Linked DNA regions of Rattus norvegicus: region 2 is linked to region 1. Evidence: chromatin contacts called from public Hi-C data. All regions are on one chromosome and are shown on one strand. The core of a region is the stretch at or near the end of the contact, and the rest is flanking DNA. Distances in the headings are between cores, read along the strand shown.

The links. Hi-C and Micro-C count contacts between places; a contact is called where the count stands out from the background.
Region 2: a Hi-C map of the A7r5 cell line shows a contact between it and region 1, with 6 times the contacts expected there. The contact joins the enhancer-like site here to the promoter of Tmpo in region 1. A contact is called at or near these places in 11 of 12 Hi-C or Micro-C datasets (the A7r5 cell line, the Rat2 cell line, Schwann cells and 7 more).

The regions. Positions count from the first base shown.
Region 1 is chr7:27,552,791-27,556,234 of GRCr8, forward strand. It overlaps Tmpo (thymopoietin), which reads right to left and starts at 2,145. Exons shown (of 4, transcript NM_001395714.1): 1 at 1,627-2,145. The coding sequence starts at 1,902. It also overlaps the pseudogene LOC103692820.
Region 2 is chr7:27,656,645-27,660,217 of GRCr8, forward strand. No RefSeq gene overlaps it. Among named protein-coding and RNA genes, the nearest start is that of Trnad-guc1, 92 kb to the left of the region's middle. Within about 2 kb of position 2,122, at least 12 of the 93 cell types and tissues checked have an H3K27ac peak or open chromatin away from gene starts, as enhancers often do. A contact at or near this core is called in the A7r5 cell line and Schwann cells, where this site is marked.

The DNA.
Region 1 (3,444 bases), core at 895-3,394:
AAACCCATTATTTTGTATGATTAAAAATACAGTGACAAGGGGCTCCAGACATGGCTGAGAGGTTAAGAACACTGACTACTCTTCCGGAGGACCTGGGTTCAATTCCCAGCAACCACATGGATGCTCACAACTGCCTGAAACTCCAGTTCCAGGGGATCTGGCACCCTGAGACACATGCAGGAGAAACACCAGTGAACATAAAAAAATAAAAATCTTAAAACACACACACACACAAAATAAAAATCCTAACACACACATATACAAATATGTAACATGTTTGTCCCCCAAAATCCACAAATAGGAGACCCCAAAGATAATAGGCGGATCAATCTTTACTTGGTTTTAGGATGAGGATGGCCATGGACTCCAGCTGGGAATAGAGCTGGAACTAGTGCTCGAACTAGTGCTTACTAGACACTGACTTGTGCCAATCTTAAGACACTTGAGAAATGAAAGCTCAGGGCCAAAGTTTTCTCAACTAAATCCACACATGCGTTTGACACAGCTTTCATTCTTGTTCGAGCAATCAGGAAAAAGAACATATTTAAAACAAAATTAACGTTAAACAACACTGTAAAACTTTCGAAGCAAACAGCTTGAGGTGTGGTCGCCCCCCCCCCCCGCATGCTAAGCAAAGAGGCTTTGAGTTCAATTCCCAGCACCAAAACGAGGCAAGCCGCGATCAGTAAATAGGGACACCAATCAAAACATTCACGTGTCTCTCAAAAGAGTTTAAGTTACACCAAGTCAATAGTCTTAACTTTTAATGACTTGAATTCTATTAACTCAAAATAAACCTACAAAGTACTATTTAAAACGTAGCCCCCCTCCCTCCCAAAAAAAAACCCAGCAACAACAAAAAAAAAGCAAAATGGTATACACTGGCGGGAACCTGTCTTACACTTTACTGATCTGAGGCATCAAATTGTAATATTGATACATCAGTGCGTCGTAAACTTTTTTTTTTTGCTTTACTTCCTCCGGCAAAATGATAAACTCTTACTAGCTGGGATTCTCCAGTACGTCTAACTCCAGTATGAAGTAACTTTTCCAAATGCAGCCTAAGGCGGTCCATTTACAGTACAGCTAGCCCAGCCCACTTACGGCGGGGCCTACTGACTGGAAGAGCAAGGCGAACGAGGAAACAAACGGTTCAAAAAGCCCTCCATCTGTAAAGACATAAAAAGGCGGGAATGCCTTTATTTAAAAAAAAAAAAAAAAAAAAAAAGGCCAGAGATGACTATGTCGCAAACTGCCCTCCAGGGAGCGCTCTGACACTGTTGCGAGTCACTTCAGTGCTAAAGCGGGAAAACGCTAGAACTTCACCTCGCGTGCTGGGGCCAAGCCTGTAGGGCTTTAGAAAACGGCTCCGAAGGCCGCGTCTACACCCACTCCGGACCGTGCACACGGATCCGGAGCCCGGCGGTGCATCGGGCCAAGCAGCAAAGTTGCAAAGCCGCGGCGGCTCGCACCGAGGACTCCCCACTCCGCGCCCTCCCCGCCGGGCCTCACGACTGGGGCGCCGCGGGCACAGGGTCCCCCCGCGCGGGGCCAGCCCCGCTGCCGAGCACGCGCCGCGGCCGTCAAACGCCCGTCTCCGTGGCCCCGACCGGGGACTCGCCTTACCCTGCCGACGGCGCCGCGGCCGCGACCCACGGAGGCCCCGGAGCCAAGCACTGGGGTGGGCTCGCGCTCCTCGTCGCTCGAGAAGTCGGGCGGCCCTTTGCTGTTGGCTCCCGCGGCGAGCGGCGGCCGGTTGCGCGCCGTGAGGTGCTGCAGGTAGAGCTGCACGTACACGTCCTTGCGCTGCTCGCCGGCCGGGAGCGTCACGTTGTTGGCGACCAACTCGCTCTTCAACTTGTCTTTGGTCAGGACCGAAGGGTCCTCTAGGAACTCCGGCATCTCGTCCCCCTCCTTCTCTCCTCCTCGGCCCCTCGCAGTCGCCACCGCTCAAGCCGGCGCGCTCGCTCGATCGCTCGCTGGTCCCGGGGGCTGCGCACGCCGCCTCGGGAATCCCTGACCGGGAGAAGCGCCGCAGGCACGGAGCAGAACTCGGACACAAAGCCCAGGCCGGCTAAGCCACAAAAGCCCCGGGCGCACCACTGGTGAGCAAGTGCGGCCAAGCCTGGAGCCCGCAGCGAGCCTAGCCCACACACAAGCTAGTGCGTGGGGTGGGGAGGGGGAGCCTGTCTCGTGCACGCCCCAAGAACACGCGCCGCCATTGGCGGGCGCCCGGAGGAAGCGCGGCGCGGATTGGCTGGGCGGCTCGCGCGGGTTCCAGCCGCCGCGGCGCAGGGCGAGAGGTGCAGAAACGCAGTTTAAAAGGCGCTCGGGCGGGAGCTGGGGCGTGGGGGCCGCTGTTTCCTCGGCTCTCCACCCTTCCCCTCGGACGCAGATAAGGCATGGGCGGTACTGGTTTGGCGCGCTGTTTCCTCTCCTGCTCCCTGCACCGGAGAAGCCTCGCACCGGCCTCGGTCGCCTTCTGATCGGCGGAGTTCTGCGCCAGCTTTTGAGGACCCTTTGCCGGGGCCTGGCTCCCTCTCGGGACACCGAGCCCCCCAAGAATGGCGGCAGCCTGGCTTTCCATCGAATTCTGGTCCCGAAGGGGAAGCGGGGAAACCAGGCAGACTATGGATCAGGGAGCGTAGGAAGTCAAATCTCCTGGGTTTGCAAACGCTTCTTTTGTCTGGAATCTAGGGAAAGCCAGACTTCCACAGCCGAAGGTTTCCATACTGCTTCAATTTGTTACAAAATTGCATTTTTTAAGTCTCCCATTCGCTTCTTACCCTTTTACCAAACGCTTTGGTTTCAATAGTTCCTTGAGGCTTAAAACAAATCCCTTCTTTGTATTTTTGTTAAGTCGTCTAGGTTAAGACCCGCACCCCACCCCACCCCCAAACATCCCTAACTTCATCAAACCTAATGTTTGGTAATGAAACAAGACGAAACGCAACATTTAGAAACTCCTCAATAGTCAACTTTCTTTGCATGTAGTCGTTCATACTAGATTTTTAATTTTAGAGGAAGCCAGGAGTCCTGTAAAACTCATGCTGTTGACCTGACGCAATCTCAAATATACCACAGTTCTGTTTCCTAGAACACAATACTGACCACAAATGTTTCCCAGTAACAAATTGCATATATGGGCAAACATGATCAGAGTTCACTATACATGTAAAAAGTTGCAATAAGACGTGTAGTTAGTAAATGCCAATGAAAATGTATAATGTCTCCACTGTACATATGTTTTGGGACAATGTAAATGTATACCCACACAGGAAATGTTTCAGAATACTTCTCCGGAGAGGAAGTAGCTGACCTCAGATTCACAGTATCTTAATCATTTCCTCAGTGTCTAAGCTCGAGAGTATCTTCTATAAAAAGTCTTAAATTTTAAACATGAACAAAATAAAAAATATCAATGGAAAAATACTTGAACAATGT
Region 2 (3,573 bases), core at 872-3,371, 100 kb after region 1:
CTGGGGTGTGGGGGATGGAAACTGTTGCTAGAGAAGTTTGGGAATTGTTGCTGAGGAAGTAGCTGAGAAAAAACCTGGAAACTGCTGCTGACTCATTGTCCTTGCCTCAGGCCAGGTAGTGGGGCAGCTTCTGAGGGCAGGACTTTCCTGGACTTGCCCAGTTCTTACAAACAGAGATTTAGGCCTCATCTCTTGAACTGCCAATTTGAAACCTGTCATGGAGTCACCCTTGCCTTCTCATGATAAAGGAAAAAGTGAAAAGAAAACTTAGGATTCAGAAAGGTGAGCTCACCCAAGGGATGTCATGGCCATTTGTAGGATCCGCATGTATTCAGGGATAGTTCAGGGAAGAAAAAGTACACTATTTCATTAAATGTCTGGTTATTCAACCTATCTCTAGTGTGACTTCAGGGGACCTGGACTTTCTAAGGAGTGTCGCACCTTCCTGAAGGATGGTCCCTTAGGAAAATTACTCCTGCCCAACTAGGATGTTAGGTCTTTGCCCAGGCCACAGATTTCATCCTTTTGACCAGAAGGGGACAGTTTTCCCGTCCTGAGACTTTACTGCTGCTGTGTCTAGTCTGTTAGTAGTCATCTAGGATGATTCCAGAACTTAGCTATCGTGAATAGGGCTGCAAGAAACACATATGTGTAGGTATCTCTGTCTAGTATGGTCTTAGAAGCATTCAGCTGGGCCATATGGTGATTCTATTCTTAGTTTTCTGAGGAATGGCCAGCTGTTGATTTCCATGGTGAACTTTATGTTCTCATCAGCAGGGTCTAAGGGTCTCACCCCCATCCTCAGTAAAGCCTGTTACATTCTTCAATGCTAGATATTCACATTCTGACTGGAGTGAGATGGAATTTCAATGGCATTTCCTGATAGCTAAGGATATTGAATTTTTTTTTTTTTGGTCAATTATAAGCCATCTTTTGAGAACTGCCTTCTTCTAAATTTTGAACTAAATTTTTTTATTTCCCTTCCTCTATCTTAAAACACCAAATTTCCTTTTAGACTAGAAAAACAAAATAAAGCAAAGTGATGTGTGTGTGTGTGTGTGTGTGTGTGTGTGTGTGTGTGTGTGTGTGTGCTGAGTGTTTTTCTCTTCCTTTTTGGGATCTTGTACTTCCCGGGGCTGCTTTTTTGTGTTGGAATATTGCTTGAACACCGTGTGAATTATGAAACAAACACAGGCCTGTTCTTTGATGACTTCGAGCATGTGAAGGAGAGACCAAAGGACCAGGAAGCAAAACAAAGACCAAAGAGAATCAGAATGCATAGCAAACCTGTCTGAAAAACATGACACTAACTTTGGAAGCTTGCCCTGCAACATTAACAGTAGATGCTTGGGTGGTTGATTTCCAGGCTCTAGAGCACTTATAAATCCCTTGTGCTTAGGACCACCCTAAGAGAAGGGCTGGGTGTCACTGTTGGTGAGAGAGAGAGAGAGAGAGAGAGAGAGAGAGAGAGAGAGAGAGAGAGAGGCAGCATGCTAAACCCCCGTTCCCCACCCAAGCATAGGGACTGGCATTTAAACCTGTCTGGCCCTAAGTCCTATCTGGTTTGATTATTCTGGAAGGGTTTCCGTGTTCACACCCTTTTAGCTAGTAGGCTCAAGGCTGTTGATTTCACATTCTTGGGCATCTTTCCAGCACCTCGCCCTCCGTGTGCATACTATGCATGCTTTGTTCACTGAGGAACTCCAGGCAGGACATATTTATTTTGGGTGTCTGAATTAAATGCAAAACCCTATATGTAATTTCTGCTTAGGTTCTCATACCTAAGGGATTCCAAAGGATGTCAAGTGCGAGTCTACTGGGACATTCTTTCTTTGCCGGAGGCCAGGGGGTGGGGCATGGGGAGTTAAGGGAATTTAATAATTCTCCTGCTGCATTGGAACCCAGCTGCCAGGGCTTAAGTTGAAGGGGGCTGGCTCTGATTTCAGTGGTCTTGTCTCAGATGGGGTCGTCTCATTGGTTTGGCAAGAGCCTGCTGGATTTAAAGTGAAATGAAACCTCGGACCCTGGAGACAGAAAAGGAAATTGCAAACGGCAGCTGCATAGTTCAATAGCATCATCTGGTCCAGAGGCCTCATCTGGGACCCCTGGTATGTGAGGAATGGGATCCATTGGCTGAGACAGCCTCCTAGGCTTGGCTTGATTTTCTTGCTCGCCTTGGTGTCTTGCACCAGGCAAGACTTCTCTGAGTCTCGTCTGGTAGCTTGTGGACAGATGCGTAATATGTCTCAGTTTCCCTTTTTCTCTTTCAATTTCCTTTAAATGAAAAAAAAACAAAACAAAACAAAACTTTTTTTTTTAAAAGTAATTTGTTAGCCGCATGGACCCTAGCATACACACAGTGTGGCTACAAGGTAGCACACTGTAGCCTAGGCTAGGCTGGAACATAGTAGAAATACCAACTCATTTTAAATAAGAAGAAACCCGTGGTATTCAGTAAGGGCTATGCTACCAGACTCACACAGAAGCCAATGCTACTGAACTTGAACTCTCCTACCCCACTCCCTGTCCCGGACCCCGGCACAGGAAGGTTTATTGTGTGACTGGCCGCTAGCAGGGCTCAATCTGCCTTTCTGATCCGCTGCTAGTGCATGTGTTTGTGCATGTGTGCGTGTGTGCGTGTGTGTGTGTGTGTGTGTGTGTGTGTGTGTGTAAGGGAAGATTTGTGGGAAGGAAGAGGGCGAAGAGGTGGGTATGTATTTCTTGGGAGTTATATTCTGAGTTCACAGGATTTTCTTTCTTTTATTTGAAGGAGTTGTGGTTATTAAGGAATGGAGGGTGGCAAGGGGCCGGTGTGGTTTTCTTGAGAGTAAGCTGCACGGCTGGGCTTCTGAGTGACTGTAGCTTCTCTTCTGGGCATATTTAGCAGAAGGGAGCATTATTCATGAGTTAACCCAGATGGGATTTTCCAAGGGAAGAGTTTACTCCCTTTCTCTTTCCTGATGTGGAGATTTTGGACGTGCATGGCATCGGATGGACTGACGGGAGCAGGGAGTTCTGCAGGGCTAATTACCACATGCCAGAGCAATGAAACAAAGCCCACAATGGTTCTTGCAGGGGCAGAGGGCGGGTATGAACGGACAGAGAGATAAGTGGGATTGAGGCAAGTGATGTAAAATTCACCAAGAATCAACATAAAGTTGAAAAAAGATAGGAAAGAAAACATGATCAAATAATTTGTATAAAAAAACTAAATAAAAAAATTCTTTTAAAAGATTGGTGCTTTGGTTTCAGTGAATAGTGTCATACTTTTTTTTTTTTAATAATCCTGTCTTAGGGTTTCTATTCCTGCACAGAACACCAGGACCAAGAAGCAAGTTGGGGAGGAAAAGGTTTATTCAGCTTACACTTGCACATTGCTGTTCATCACCAAAGGAAGTCACGACTGGAACTCACACAGGGCAGGAAGTAGGAGCTGATGCAGAGGCCATGGAGGGATGTTTCTTACTGACTCGCCTTCCCTGGCTTGCTCAGCTTGCTTTCTTATAGAACCCAGGATCACCTGCCCAGGGATGGCACCACCCACAATGGGCTGGGTTCTTCCACTTTTGATCA